3 separate regions of the Mus musculus genome follow, and regions 2 and 3 are each linked to region 1. Evidence: chromatin contacts called from public Hi-C and HiChIP or PLAC-seq data. All regions are on one chromosome and are shown on one strand. Each heading gives the region's core, a stretch centred on a gene start, on an enhancer-like site or on the middle of the called end of the contact. The rest is flanking DNA. Distances are from core to core; before and after follow the strand shown. Region 1 overlaps Med12l (mediator complex subunit 12-like). Region 2 overlaps Med12l (mediator complex subunit 12-like). Region 3 overlaps Med12l (mediator complex subunit 12-like).

Region 1 (4,531 bases), core at 1,446-3,945:
AGATAAAGTTGCACCTCATTTTTGGCTGGCAATGAGAGTTCTCTTAACAATCTTACCAAGAAGTATCCATCACTTGTGAATAGTGAAGAAAAATAGCACAGATTTAACACGATTGCCTGCCTGCCTGCCTGCCTGCCTCTGCTTCTTCCTTCATTCCAGTGCTGGGGATTAGCCCAGGGCCATGTGCATTCTGGGAAGGTGCTTTACCAATGACTTATATCCCCCATCCACAATAATACTGGAAAATAAAGAAATCAGAAACACGAATGTGCTAAAGCGAGAAACCCTCGAGACTTCTGTCTACCTAGAAGTCTTAAGTATTTATATCAAATGAACACACGGTAGCTTTCTGGATTCCAACACAGAGCCCTCCAAATTGTGTAATCTCTGCTTCTCCATCTCCACAGTTTAAGTAGAGAAGAAGTGTGATAGAAATCACAATGCTATGAGAATCAAAGAGATGACTGCAAGCTGCTTTTGTTCCTGTCTAATTTGTTCCTTATGAATATTAAATTTTATATGCAAATTGTAGGCTCTTAGGCAATTAGCAACCAGGTAAGCTGAGGCTCACATTTAAACTAAGGCATCCATGTGCCCCCTTGAAGCTCTGGGAAAGGGAATGGTTCTGCCTGCGCAATGCAGTCTCCTGCCCATGGCCTGGCAGATACAGAGAAAAGAAAACTCTCTCTAGATGGAGAACTACAGTGTACTCGCCAAGCCGCTTAGTGTGAAATACATAGGGCGCTTTGGAAGTTAACGCTTCACTCGAAATGCATCTGCACTACCGGAAGGGATGGCATCGCCCTCACCTCCCTACCCCATACCTGGAGGAGTCTCTGCTGCTGTCGAACTTGCTGCTGTCTGGGCCTCATTGGGTCCTGAGGCAGGGGCACCGAGGGGAGGTTGGGATGTGCGGGAGTCAGCACAGCGTCAATTCCCCCGCCCACCAGAGGGCTCTGCTGTAGAGCCTGGTGGTTCAGTCTGGCAAAGAATAATGCAACTTGTGTTCAGGAACCAGGCGTACCACGAAAGTCAGTCAGCGCCTCCAGCATTTTACACACATCCACCAAGAAACAATCCGTGTTCAATAATCATGTGTACAATTAAAACGGGAAAAGGCCAGAGGGTCAGATAACAAATGTGACCCAACGAGAAAAAAAGATGGTAAACATACTACTTTGAGCCAAGTAGCAATCATATAGAAATTACTTTAAAAAAAAAAATCAAATTCGCTGTTAGCAGTAAGTGAAAATAATTTAATATTTACTTCTGGAAGACTGGGAGTAGAATGGCTGAACAGTCGTATTTCATTACTTCTCGAGTATCACTGTGAGTTAGCAGTTTTATTCTCTAACTTTAAAAATGAAGCAGTGGACATAGAGAAATAACTAAGGTCATCCAGAAAAAAAAAATGACACAGGTGGGATTTGAACCCAGATTTTTTTTTTTTAGCACTTAAGCTCAAGTTACTGAGCTCTGCTCTGCTACTACTTATAAAACATGGTGAGCAAAATGCATGTTTTACAAATTATTTCCCACAAATCCCACCGACCTCCCTAACTTTCAGAGAGTTATTATCCTCAGCAGACATGTAGCTGGTCATTGATGGTAACGCATGGGAGCTAAGCTGCTATCCACTGTACAATGTAGTCTATATGATTACAAACCTAATTCTTCTGGACTATATTATCTAATGAGATTGTATATTTTGATAAGCAATAATGATTCCTATCTGTGCCATCCAATGAAATGGCCTCTAGCCACTAGGACTAGTTAGTTATCAGGGTTTAGAAATAAACAAAACTGCAAGGCTCCTTGGTCAAAGCTACAGAATTTCACAAGATAGCTGAGCATCCTGCCAGGTCTTCACGTCACTGCATATGTCACATGAACCTCAAATCTAGCCATGCTGGCCAGAGCTGGCTAAAGTGCACTTAAAAGGTGACTAATGTGTCTGCAGAAATAAATGTTAAATCAGATTTAATTCATTTAAATTTAGCCATGTATGGATAGCGACTACGACAATAAGCAGTACTGACACACCCTAGGAGGAAGGGGTGTGATTAAAACAAGAACCAGAAGAGTCGGCCATGAGTCATCTCTGAGGTGGGAAAAATAAAAACTAAGTCATAACAAAACTTTGCAAAGCACCATGTACAATTAGCTCTACAACAGAAACTGGCTTGATCAACAAATCCTAGTAAGGCGCTGCTAACCATGATCGATAGTTTTCTCAGATACTTTTAATAAAAAAAAAAAATCCTTTTGGGGAGGAAAAAAGCAGAAAAGAAAACACATGGGTAACATCTGAAAAACTTTACATAGCACACATGGAAGAAGTGAGTCAAAACCACAGCATTCTTCAATGAAAGAATTTGGAACCTCTACTGCACGCTGGTTAAAAAAAAAATGAGATGTCAGGACTCAAGTAGAGGAGCTCAAAAACCATTACGGTATCAAACGCTTGGAAGGAGCGAGCTTAACAATCCCAAGGCCGAGAGGGTTTTACTATCGCAATTACTTCAACAGGTATCACCTCTGAGAGCCAGCTACGGGCTGCAGGTACGGGGAGGCCTGCTGCTGCACGTAGCCACTTGGCTGCTGCTGAAGCTGCCGGAGTCTTTCCATCAGCGCTGGGCTGGAATGTGCAGCCGGATAGGCCCTGGAGTTGTAGCTGGGGGAAAGGACCACGCCACCAGGCTGCTGCTGAGCTGCCTGTTGCAAAGGCATCTGTGTTCCATACATTGTGTAGCCCTGGGGCATGGTCTGCAGGAAGGCACAAAGGAAAATGTCAGTGCTCCAGTTAGCACCCATATTCCCATCACTAAGAAACACGGGGCAAAAATAAGCCCAGGAGGTCCAACCTGAAACTCACTGCTCTCACAAGGCTGGGATGACTCAACATATGAGGATGGCTACTCTTGCAGGCGAGAAGTCTAACCAGACACTTAGAGAATAGACTGGCTGGATAATGAATCCACAGAAGTCTCTAGTTCAAAATAATTGGATATTCATTTGCTTTCTAAGTTGAGCTGTCTATTTCATGGGCTAGGAAGGGCAGCATTCTGCATAGAAATAATCAGCGAAGTATCCACACACTCCATGCCTAGATTCAACAAAATCGAAACAATATCAGAATCATCTCCAAAGTGGGACAAGCAAGGGAGGGGCCGTGCCCAGTGAACATCAACTGACGGGGTATACTTTCCCATTCGTACAAGAACCTATTTCTCTAAACCTTGATGCCTTATGTAAAAGACAAACATGGAGTTTTCTGGATCACAAGATAACAATTCTCTGAACAAAATGCTGCCTGTTCTCTGGATCCCCAAAACACCACATATTAAAGCAGTGTAAGAACTCTGACTCTGGAGACAAGAGTGATACACACTAAATGGCAGAAGTGGCCTACAGGAACCCAGACTCGGGACTTACGTAAGACAAACAGGGCACTCCTTTCGGCCATATACATGGAATGAATAGCCAGCCCCAACACAAATCTTATCAAAGTATCGGGTCTTTTTATATAAAAGAAAGAAGTAAGGGTGTAAGGATGCAGAAATAATAAAACTACTAAACAGTTTGGACAAAGGGGGAATAAAGGGCTATTTATTTTATTTTATTTCAAACAGGGTATCTCTATGTAGCCTTGGATATCCTGGAACTCGTTCTGTAGACCAGGCTGGTCTTGAACTCATAGAGATCCACCTGCCTCTGCCTCCCAAGTGCTGGCATTAATTCTATGCAACACTAGTGCCTGACAAAGATCTACATTTTTTAAAGATAAGCACACCCTTTGTTGAGCATTTACTGTGTATGTGACAGTACGCTAATTCCATAGGTTGCCTTGAATCCCACATCTTTCCTCTTGATCTTACAGAAAAGGAAGCTAGACCTCAGAATACCATGCATGTCACACAGCTACAGAGTCAACAACACCTGTACTGCAACCTGACTCAAAGGCCTATTGTCCTGTTCTTCTACCATGATCCCTCATGGAAGTTATCCTTGAATATGAAAATTTCTATAACAAATTATATCATTAAACACTGTATCATAAATAACTGAGATTACTAAACAATTTAATAAATTGATTGATTGATTGATTGATTGATTGATTGATTTTGAGATGCAGTCTCAACTATCTAACCTTAGATGGCCTTAATGCTCCTGCCTCTGCCTCTTGGGTGGATGTTACAGGTGCTCGCCACCACCTTAGATCAAGTGCTTCAACACATTATCAGCGGCAGAGGAGAAGCCTGAATTAATTTCCATTTCTAATCTAAGAGTTTCCTGATCAATCCTGGGACTGACTCAACAACTACTGTTCTGAAATCATGGGAGCAGAAATAACTAAGTTCTCTATCTAGTTGAGAAGCAGTTTCCTTGATCTCCTACTCCAAAGAAATAGCATTAAACATCAAGGAATCCTTTGCTTCAAAGCAGTGTGGGTACCTGTGCTTGTTGCAGCCCTGGATACTGAGGGAGCTGAGGGGAGGGCCGTGCTTGTGCAGTAAAGAGAGCAGCCTGG
Region 2 (4,531 bases), core at 931-3,430, 130 kb after region 1:
AAGGGGTCAATTGTACTAGCTAGTTTTGTGTGTCAACTTAACACAAGCTGGAGTTATCAAGTTATCACAGAGAAAGGAGCCTCCCTTGAGGAAATGCCTCCATGAGATCAAGCTATAAGTCATTTTCTCAATTGGTGATCAATGGGGGAGGGCCCCTTATGGGTGGGACCATCTCTGGGCTGGTAGTCTTGGGTTCTATAAGAAAGCAAGCTGAGCAAGCTAGGAGAAGCAACTCATTAAGTAACATCCCTCCATGGCCTCTGCATCACCCCCTGCTTCCTGATCTGCTTGAGTTTCAGTCCTGACTTCCTTTAGTGATGAACAGCAATGTGGAAATGTAAGCTGAATAAACTCTTTTCTCCCAACTTGCTTCTTGGTCATGATATTTGTGCCCTGACTAAGACAGTCTGTGATTCCCTTTATGTCCTAGATGGGTTCTGAACATATTCTCCTATGATGTCACATGGCATATAGACTCTAAATTTTCATTCTCAACTGAAAGGCATGCCTTCTGATAGATCATACATTATGACCATATATTCTTATCCAAATCACTCAGCTTTTTCTTGCTATAAACTAATGACCTTAAGCTGGATAATGTATAAACGAAAGTGGTGCTTACAGATCTAATCATTGGAAAGTCCCAGATGAAGGGGCATATAGATTCCTCAATGACAACACATTAGTGAAGCAACCCGAATGACAGATGTTGGGGAAACACAACTGTTCACTGGATAACACTGTTTCACCATCCCCGAGACACAAACAAAAGCAGAAACAAGGATGTTTCTTTAATGGCCCATTCCAACAAAGAAATTTGAGCTTCTTTTTCCCACGAATTAAACTAACTAGTCCAGACAAAGCAACTTGCCAGTTTTGGTGTCACATGTTTGCAATTCCAATTTAGGAGAGGTGGAAGAAGCAAGGTGAGTTCAAGGTCACCCTTGACTACCCAGGAAGTTGGAGGCCAGCCTAGACTCTATGGAACCATCTCAAATGACAAAAAGTACCCCAAACTACAAAGAAGGTAACTAGAGAGATGAGTAACCTGTACAGTATTAATTGCAGAAACCCACACACAGAATCTAGAATTATGTACTCTGCCCATATCAGTTTGCTGAGGAGAAAGAAAATGGCTCCTAAACAGTTTAAGAAAGCACACACCCTGGCTTGGGATCACTGAAGCACTTCCTCTAACTTGCAGTTAACCCTCAGGCAAGTCTCCACACCACAAACTTGCTGAGCCCTGCTCCTCCCACACATCACCCCAGCATGATAAGCAGCCTTTATTTTCCTGGACAACTCTGAGTTTATCCCCTATGGAATTTCTTCAGTTTCATCCCAGCTGGGGACTCTCCTTGAGTTTTCAAAGCTTACTTTCCAAACTTGTTCCATCCCCTGGCCAGAAAGACTAGCAGTGAGAGTCCTAATAAATAAACTATCACACCAAGGGTCGCCTTGCCCTCCCCAGTCTGTAGCAGTGTGAACTGCTAAGCATATCTGGCTTCAGATCCCTACAGAGCAGGCTCTGAAGAGCAGAGACAGGAAAGGAGCAAAGAGATGATCTAACACCAGGGCATGACCCTCACTGTCTGCAGACTAATTCTATGCCTGCGTTTCCTCTCAGTTACAGAACACTCAATAGACCAGTCCCTCTTCCAATAATAGGTTCCTAGTATATTCACTAAGCAGTCTTTTAAGTACTTCCTGTAGTACTGGACACTGAGGATATCAAATCAGAGAAGCCATCAAGAACGGTCACTGCCCACCGTCGCTAAGAATGATTCCAAAACAGAGCCCCCCTCTCCCCCCCCCCCAGATGTATCCAAACACTTCCAAGTATTATGACAGTTGAGTTCCTTCTTGGGATCCAAGCAGATAAGGAGAAACGTGATCTTTCTAACTTAAGTTAAAACACAGAACACCTGCTTCTGATTTCTTGACATCTTTTTCCAAAAGGACACACAAAGATGAAACACATGTGCAGGAGTTTCTGGTCTGTAACAATTAAGGTTCTCAACTTTGAACCTTTGCTAACATCAAGGCTTCCAGGAACACCAAGATCCTGCTGGAGTGACATCTGGCTGACATTTAAGTAGCACTGTGCTTCATCAGGACCCACATCCAAGTGAGGCTCTGTGTGCTGTGCATTACCACACAAATGCCCCACACAGGAACCATGTTATAAACTGATCTCTTTCAGCCTGCCAGAAGGTGGTAGCACTACATTAGACAATTGCTCCTCCATCATGCTCAGATGAAGAGACAAAACGACAGTGAATCCCTAAGGCTATCCGTCTTTAGCAGAAGGTATAGTTTGGCAACATGAGACTTCTATCGTGTGGCAGAGATTGAATAATGCCCTCATTCTTCATTACTCCAAGCCAACAGGTTCCAGCAGGATTTTGTGTGTCATACCGGGAAGCACAGCCATGCTCTGCATGCAATGTGTCACAGCAAGGTTAGACTTTTTAGAAGCTCCTTTCAAATTACTTTGGCAGACATCCTTAAAATACCTCAGCATACGGAATCACAAAGACCACACACAGCATGACATTTAGGACCCTATGTCTATACCACAGAGTAGTCATCGTTCTTTCAATTCCATGCCTCCACAAACAACAACTACCTTTCCACAAGCACTGCACACACTAGGGTCAATGTCCAAACCCTCTTCCTGCGACTACCAGAGTTTATACTGGGCCTTGTCCCTAAGCTTCTGTATCCTTAACCCCGTGTGTTTCTCAATGCCTGGTGGACCCACCCCTATCTATACAAAACCAAGTAGCTACACGCATGCACTACCATAAGCCACACGCCAACAAAGTCTTTCTTAAAAGAACTTTTAGAAAATGTACATAATTTGGGCCAGTAAGATGGCTCAGAGAGTAAGGGTGTGTATGTAATGTTCAGTCTCGCCCACCTAAACACAATCCCCCAATCCCACAAGGTGGCAGAAGAGAACCAACTCGTTAAAGTTGCCTGACCTCCAGACACATGTGGTGATGTGGTTATGCCTACACACATATACATACACAGACACACACACACGAACACTTTATAAAACATTACATGATTCAATAAATGGATACTATGTGGTTAAAATTACGTCACTGGAACATGCATACTTATATAAATGTTCACTGGCAGAGACAATGAAACATATTATGAAATACCAAAAAGCTAAGAGAAAGACTAAGATCCAGAACACTCATAAAAACCAGTGTACAAAACAGTACATGCAGCAGCAACAGGACAGTAACATCGAAACTGTTTCCATACTTGAAAAAAGGGTTTATAAGTTATATAGCATTAGGAATGATACTTAAGAGGCTAGGGATGTGGCTCAATTGGTAACGTGCTTGCTCTGCAAGTGGGAGCAGCTCAGTTCAGATCCCAGCCCACATATAAAATGGCAGGCCCAACAGTGCACGCTGGTGACCCACCTCAGGGGAAGCAGTGCCAAGAGCATCCCTGGGCCTCCCTGGGCAGCTAGTCTAGCCAATCAGTGATTCCTACACTTACTGGGAGATTCTGTCTGAAAAATTAAATTGAAGGCTGAATGAAGAAGATACTGAACACTGAGCTCACACTTGGATACAATGAGCCAAATGTCCAGCCACGTGAACACACACACACACACACACACACACACACACACACACACACATAAAAAACAAACAGGGATGGTGATAAATCTTATTAATGAACCAAAGCTTAGCTTTTCAGGAGGGCTTGGGCTTGGTCACAAGCACTGCTGAGCCCTGCTTTCACACACATACACACACACATCCCAAATAGTCACAAATAATTGGACTTTTGAGTAAGGAACAAGATGGAACATTTATAGAATCAGAATGTAAAAAGGAAAGTTGTTATGAGCAGTTGATGACAGGCCAGATAAGAACTGACTGGAAACAATAATAGACATATTTTGAGATTCCATGTGTTAGAAGCCCTCTGTTTGTAGTATAAATACACAAGGGATATTTATATATAACCAGTCTTATTACTAACAAGGCAGATCCGCTGCCTGGAAACAGTACAACTATGAGCATGTACTGTTGGGTGAGTCATTAACAGGGTGGGCTGTGGGGCTGGAAGCTTTGAGAAAAAAATAAACAGGAGTGAACTTGAATGTCACAATTCCACAAAAGGAAATGGGAAGATGCTCAGGGAACTAAAACTGTTTAGCATAAATCAAGATATTATAAACAAACAAAAAATACTCTTTATTTTAACTTTTTTTTTCCTTTTTGATAATGGGTTTCTCAAGGAAAGGGGCCATGCCCTATATTGTTTTATAGTTTATATACTATTTATTTGATATGTGTTAATTAAAATAGAATTATATCATGTTCCCTCCTCCCCGTCCTACCTCTAGCCCTTCCCAACAGCCCCCTCTCAAACCCTTCCTCAAGTCAATAACCGAAATGGGTCTAAACACTGAATTCTCAATAGAAGAAAACTGAAAATGGAAAAGAAACATCTCCAAAAAAAGCCTATTATCCTTAGCAACTAGAGAAATGCA
Region 3 (4,531 bases), core at 1,442-3,941, 73 kb after region 1:
TTTAAAAAGGAAAATGTATAGTTAATATGTATTTAGTGTGATGTAGAACCAATGCAGGTCAGAAGTGAGGCAGTAAGGGAACACTGAGTTCTGAGGGAAGTGCAAACCATCCACATCCTACAAGAACAGTAGGTAGGTAGCTAAGGTAGTGGGGAATACAAGCAAGCCATTAAATGATGCTTATGCGTGCTTCTTCATTTACTAGGATGCTCTAACCATACAAAGCCTAGAAATTAGGCAGGGAGACACAGTAATAGGAACCATCAACCAATGATCCAATAGGTAATAGAGGTAAGGAGTCAGTTTAGATGGGATGTCTTTGGGTTTTGTAGTTTGTGGTTTTTCTTTTGATTTGTTTGTTTTCATAAAAACACCTGAATGTCTCAAAAGAGGAGTTTCTCCAGACTAGTTGTGAAGATAGCACAACAGGAAGTGATGGGGTGAAGTAACGGCTACTATGACAGGAGTAAGGAACAGGGGGTGGCAGAGAGTTTACTAGAAGCTGGGCATGAAGTACAAATGAAGGGAAAAGAGAACCTTGACTTGGGTAATAAGCAGGAAATCCAGTTTCAAAGATATGACACAGATAAAGAAGTCTCCATAGAGGACATCACGTTTGCAGAGCAGATTACTGGTAAGAGCTGGGACACAATGGAGTATTGTTTCGATTAACAGGAGAGACAAGGACACTGCTTTACCCAACCACAGGGAATGGGGGAGAACAAACTAAGGAAAATAGAAGTATGGAGATGAAGAAGTGAGAAACTTCAAATTCTAATTAGCCTACTGATGTCCTTGGGCAACTGAGCCAGGAAGCACAGCCCTGATGGAGAGAGATGAAATTGAGCCACTCCAGATCAGCATGCAATGAAAAGGGAGGGATTTGCCAGGGAGAAGACCATACTGACTTAATATCAGGAAAATAGTAGTAACGATTACTGGCTTTCCACCAGCAAGGGAGAGACATTTTGAAGTTCCCAGCAGGCTAAATGATTCATTTATGTCTATTTTTTTGTACAAATAGAAAAGTGTACAAAACCTCAAACTGAATTGATCAGATAAGCAGCTCAACTTACAATTATATATTAAATACTTGCAAATGTGGCAGTGGATTTCTACTATTTCATCTTAGCATCCCCATACTGCATTCTTTGAGTAACATTAATGATCTGAGACCAGAACCAAAAATTATCCTAGTATCTGTTTCCTGAAGAGTATATTCACTGGGCATAAAAGGACCAACCGAACCTTCTACAGAAGTCCAAGTCTTTATTTTTAAGGTAAATGCTGAGAGTTTACCATGTCTCTGTTAACTGAGCTTTGATAAGAACATCCTCCAGATCAATGACTTCATTCTCTAGGCATTACATCATGCTCACAGGGACCTATCTGGCTATGAAGCTAGAAGGCTGAACCTTGAGAATCACAGCACTCTCACCCACCATAGAAAGTCTGACAGAGTCTTCTCGGGTAGACATCCTTAGGAGGAAATAATAGAGCTGGCCAAATTAAGGTCTTCTCTAAGTCACCTTGATTTCTTTAAAATAAATGTCGATAATAACTGCCAAAATATACATATTTGTGGTGTGTGTGTGTGTGTGTGTGTGTGTCTCACATTGTGTGATAATAGGGTTGAGACCAACAGAAAGATGTGTTCTGCTTCCCCTGGTCCTACTTTCTATATATATTTTTATTTATAAAGAGATTCTATGAGCAAAGAATATTAGAATTAGTGGTTATGGATAAGTCTTTGAAAAATATTCTGAGTCTGTTCCTTTCTCTGGGACACTTAGGACAGATGAGTTATTGCAATTATCCTCATAACACACTACGTAGAAGTCGCATCTTAAGATTGTATTTCTGAATATTCAAGTGGGAGCCCACCATGAACCACAGTAAATACGAACAAAGAATTAGGGACAGAGAGTAAAGCACAGCATTAGAGCATCTGTCAAGCATCTGAGAAGATCTGGGTTCAATTCCCTGTACTACATGAGTAATGTATACATTATATTCATGAATGAACAAAAAAGCAAACATCTACATCTTCAAATATAAATTATTAAAACAAATTATTAAAAACTTGCCATTGAACATGACCTCTTTCGGCTGAATCTCACTATAACCACACTAATTTGTTCAAGAAATAACTCAAATGTTTTATTCGTAGTTAGCCTTGTGCTGGAAGAGTGAATGAGTACACAGAAGGATAATGGCTGTACCATAGGACAATGTAACTGTCAGCTTCTTTTTATTGGTAACTGTTCCTAAATGGTAGTGCCCTTTCTCATAAATCAAGAAAGCAGATAACATATTTTTGAAGGAAATACCTGTTCTCCAGTAGCAGAGTCTGTGATACACTATTTCTATTCTTTCCAGCAAAGACAATGTTGGCTCTTTCTAAATATTCCCAATGCCCAAGATGACTTATTTTTGAAAGCTATTGTTTATATAACCTAAATTACTATGATCAATAAAGCTAAGCAACACTAATATATGTCCTCAATAAAAAAAATCATTGATATAAAAATAAAAGTCATGACAATTGCAAGATCCCAACTGATAATCAAATGTCCAATTAGCTCTTCATTCTCCCTCTGAAACCTAGATTTTCAAGGACCACATGCACTTCAAGGCATGGCCTCTTTGGCTTAGAGTAAGTAAGCTATGAGTTATGTATGAGCTGTAAGTTGTAAGCATAAGTAAGTCATATGCCATGTATGAGTTGAATAGATTTCAGATGAACAGGAAGTATTGCTTATCTTCAAGGGATTTGTCAAATAATTAACCATTTAAAATAAAAATTCTCCTCAATTTTCCAAATTATCTTGGTTAGAAATGATCAAATTAAATTTCATTTCCCTATAATACAGTTATAAACCGTATGTGATGATGCTGTTTACTGATGGGGGAAGATGGTGTGTCCGACTAATTATGCTATATGATAATGGAGTTTTAGGATGAGTCACTTTCTATCTAAAGCTTTCAGTTGCTTTCATGGTGGTCAAAGGGGAAATTGGCAATTGTCTACAAGGAGAAAATGTGATAAGTTCAGAAAGAGGTGTTTGTGGTTGTCACTTCAATTCTCAGGAAAGATGAAGCTAGCTTAGGTCTAAGTTTGTTTTATTCTTCAAATGCCTGCTGAGAATGTTTTAGGGATTTGAAATATATATAAATATACATATACATACACACACACACACACACACACACACACACACACACACACACATATTCTCAGTAAAGAAAGACTTAGAAATCTTGAATTGATTTTCTTTTAATGTGGGAGACTAATTCACTGAAGAAACCTGTAATTCCCCTTCAGAAGACTGGTTTCAACCGAGATCTCAGAAATACTATAAATATCCCAGAGTTTAGAATTTGTTATAAAGGCAGTTATAGTGGTTATTTGATCAAAACAGAGTGCAGCCACTTCACGAGCCATTCATCCCTCAGTCCTGGGCCCTGAAGGGGAAAGAGACTACAGAGATGGCATGAGGATGGACTCAGAGACAAGGGTGGCTCCAGAGCAGACTTTGTAGGTTTGAGTAGGGCCTCCAATTAACCTGGCTATTCTACTAAGTTCCCTTCATTCTGATGGGAAAAACTGAAGATAAAATGAGTACTAGCTAATATGATAAATGTGGGTTATTTCATGGCAGCATAAGAAATGAAATGTTGCCAATTATCGTTTTGAAGCATAAAGCTCCTTTAAAAAATATTTCAGGGGCTGGAGAGATGGCTCAGCGGTCAGGAAAATTGGCTGCTCTTCCAGAGGACCTGGGTTCATTCCCCAGTACCCACATGGCAACTCACAAATAACTATAACTCCAGTTGCAGAGTATCTGACACCTTCACACAAATATCCATGCAGGAAAAACACCAATGCACATGAAATAAAAGTAAATTATTTTTTAAAAAGTATCTCAAATATCCAAACCAACAAATAAGACAAGTTTAATTGACTGTTTATGTACAAAGGTAAAGCAGCCCATATAAACTTTCTGAAAAGTTTAAAATCAAACCAATACTTCTTTCTAGGTAAAAAATATTGCACCTACTATGTATTTGAATGTTGCTAAAGTGAATGAGATCAATAGCTTGCCCTCAAATTTTAGTGACAATAAAAGTCCAATGTCCATTTAATCAAGTGGTCAGCACTCTTTACTGTGCCTAGGCATCACATAGAAGGGAGGTTAAACACAAATGGGGGTTTCTGGTTCACAGAAACTAGGCAGTGGCCCCTAAGCATGTTTTTAAAAAAATGTTCAAGTGATGCTGAGCTTCCATGATACATCATTAAATTGATTTAATAGGTATAAACACACTCAAAATTCAGAATATATGGAATATATGTTCCAAGTAGCAGCACCTCCTCATGTGGTTTTATAGCTAACGGCCATTTCAGTTGGAAATACTGTGCTTGTGCCTTTTCTCCATCGCGGGAGCCAGAAATAGTTACGCAAATATACAGCAGTAACAAACTTAACCTACAATTTCACTCCAAGTGTATCTTGCCTTTTTCGTTTAA

What was found. A called contact is a pair of places that touch in the nucleus more often than the background predicts. HiChIP or PLAC-seq counts read pairs in DNA pulled down with a chosen protein or histone mark.
Region 2: a contact with region 1 is called in a Hi-C map of CD8 T cells, with 1.6 times the contacts expected there. The contact joins two enhancer-like sites. A contact is called at or near these places in 2 of 15 datasets of contacts at CTCF or cohesin (the NIH/3T3 cell line and pro-B cells), 6 of 484 Hi-C or Micro-C datasets (the 3T3-L1 cell line, B cells, CD8 T cells and 3 more), 1 of 115 datasets of contacts at active chromatin or transcription factors (the NIH/3T3 cell line) and 1 of 9 other capture datasets (liver).
Region 3: a contact with region 1 is called in a BATF HiChIP or PLAC-seq map of CD8 T cells, with 68 read pairs. The contact joins two enhancer-like sites. A contact is called at or near these places in 2 of 39 promoter capture datasets (the SN4741 cell line and macrophages), 1 of 15 datasets of contacts at CTCF or cohesin (CD8 T cells), 3 of 484 Hi-C or Micro-C datasets (CD8 T cells, nephron progenitors and pancreatic cancer cells), 4 of 115 datasets of contacts at active chromatin or transcription factors (CD8 T cells, the NIH/3T3 cell line, effector CD8 T cells and 1 more) and 3 of 9 other capture datasets (adipose tissue, liver and pancreatic islet).

Annotation. Positions count from the first base shown.
Region 1 is chr3:59,294,240-59,298,770 of GRCm38.p6, reverse strand. Med12l (mediator complex subunit 12-like) reads right to left here. Exons shown (of 44, transcript NM_177855.3): 39 at 4,456-4,531; 40 at 2,537-2,766; 41 at 825-981. Among named protein-coding and RNA genes, the nearest start is that of P2ry12, 34 kb to the right of the region's middle. Within about 2 kb of position 2,695, at least 70 of the 459 cell types and tissues checked have an H3K27ac peak or open chromatin away from gene starts, as enhancers often do. A contact at or near this core is called in CD8 T cells, effector CD8 T cells and memory CD8 T cells, where this site is marked.
Region 2 is chr3:59,167,115-59,171,645 of GRCm38.p6, reverse strand. The region is part of intron 15 of Med12l (mediator complex subunit 12-like); the gene reads right to left. Among named protein-coding and RNA genes, the nearest start is that of F630111L10Rik, 16 kb to the right of the region's middle. Within about 2 kb of position 2,180, at least 22 of the 459 cell types and tissues checked have an H3K27ac peak or open chromatin away from gene starts, as enhancers often do. A contact at or near this core is called in CD8 T cells, where this site is marked.
Region 3 is chr3:59,220,936-59,225,466 of GRCm38.p6, reverse strand. All of the region lies in intron 15 of Med12l (mediator complex subunit 12-like), which reads right to left. The region is part of intron 2 of P2ry12 (purinergic receptor P2Y, G-protein coupled 12); the gene reads left to right. Among named protein-coding and RNA genes, the nearest start is that of P2ry13, 12 kb to the right of the region's middle. Within about 2 kb of position 2,691, at least 10 of the 459 cell types and tissues checked have an H3K27ac peak or open chromatin away from gene starts, as enhancers often do. A contact at or near this core is called in CD8 T cells, effector CD8 T cells and memory CD8 T cells, where this site is marked.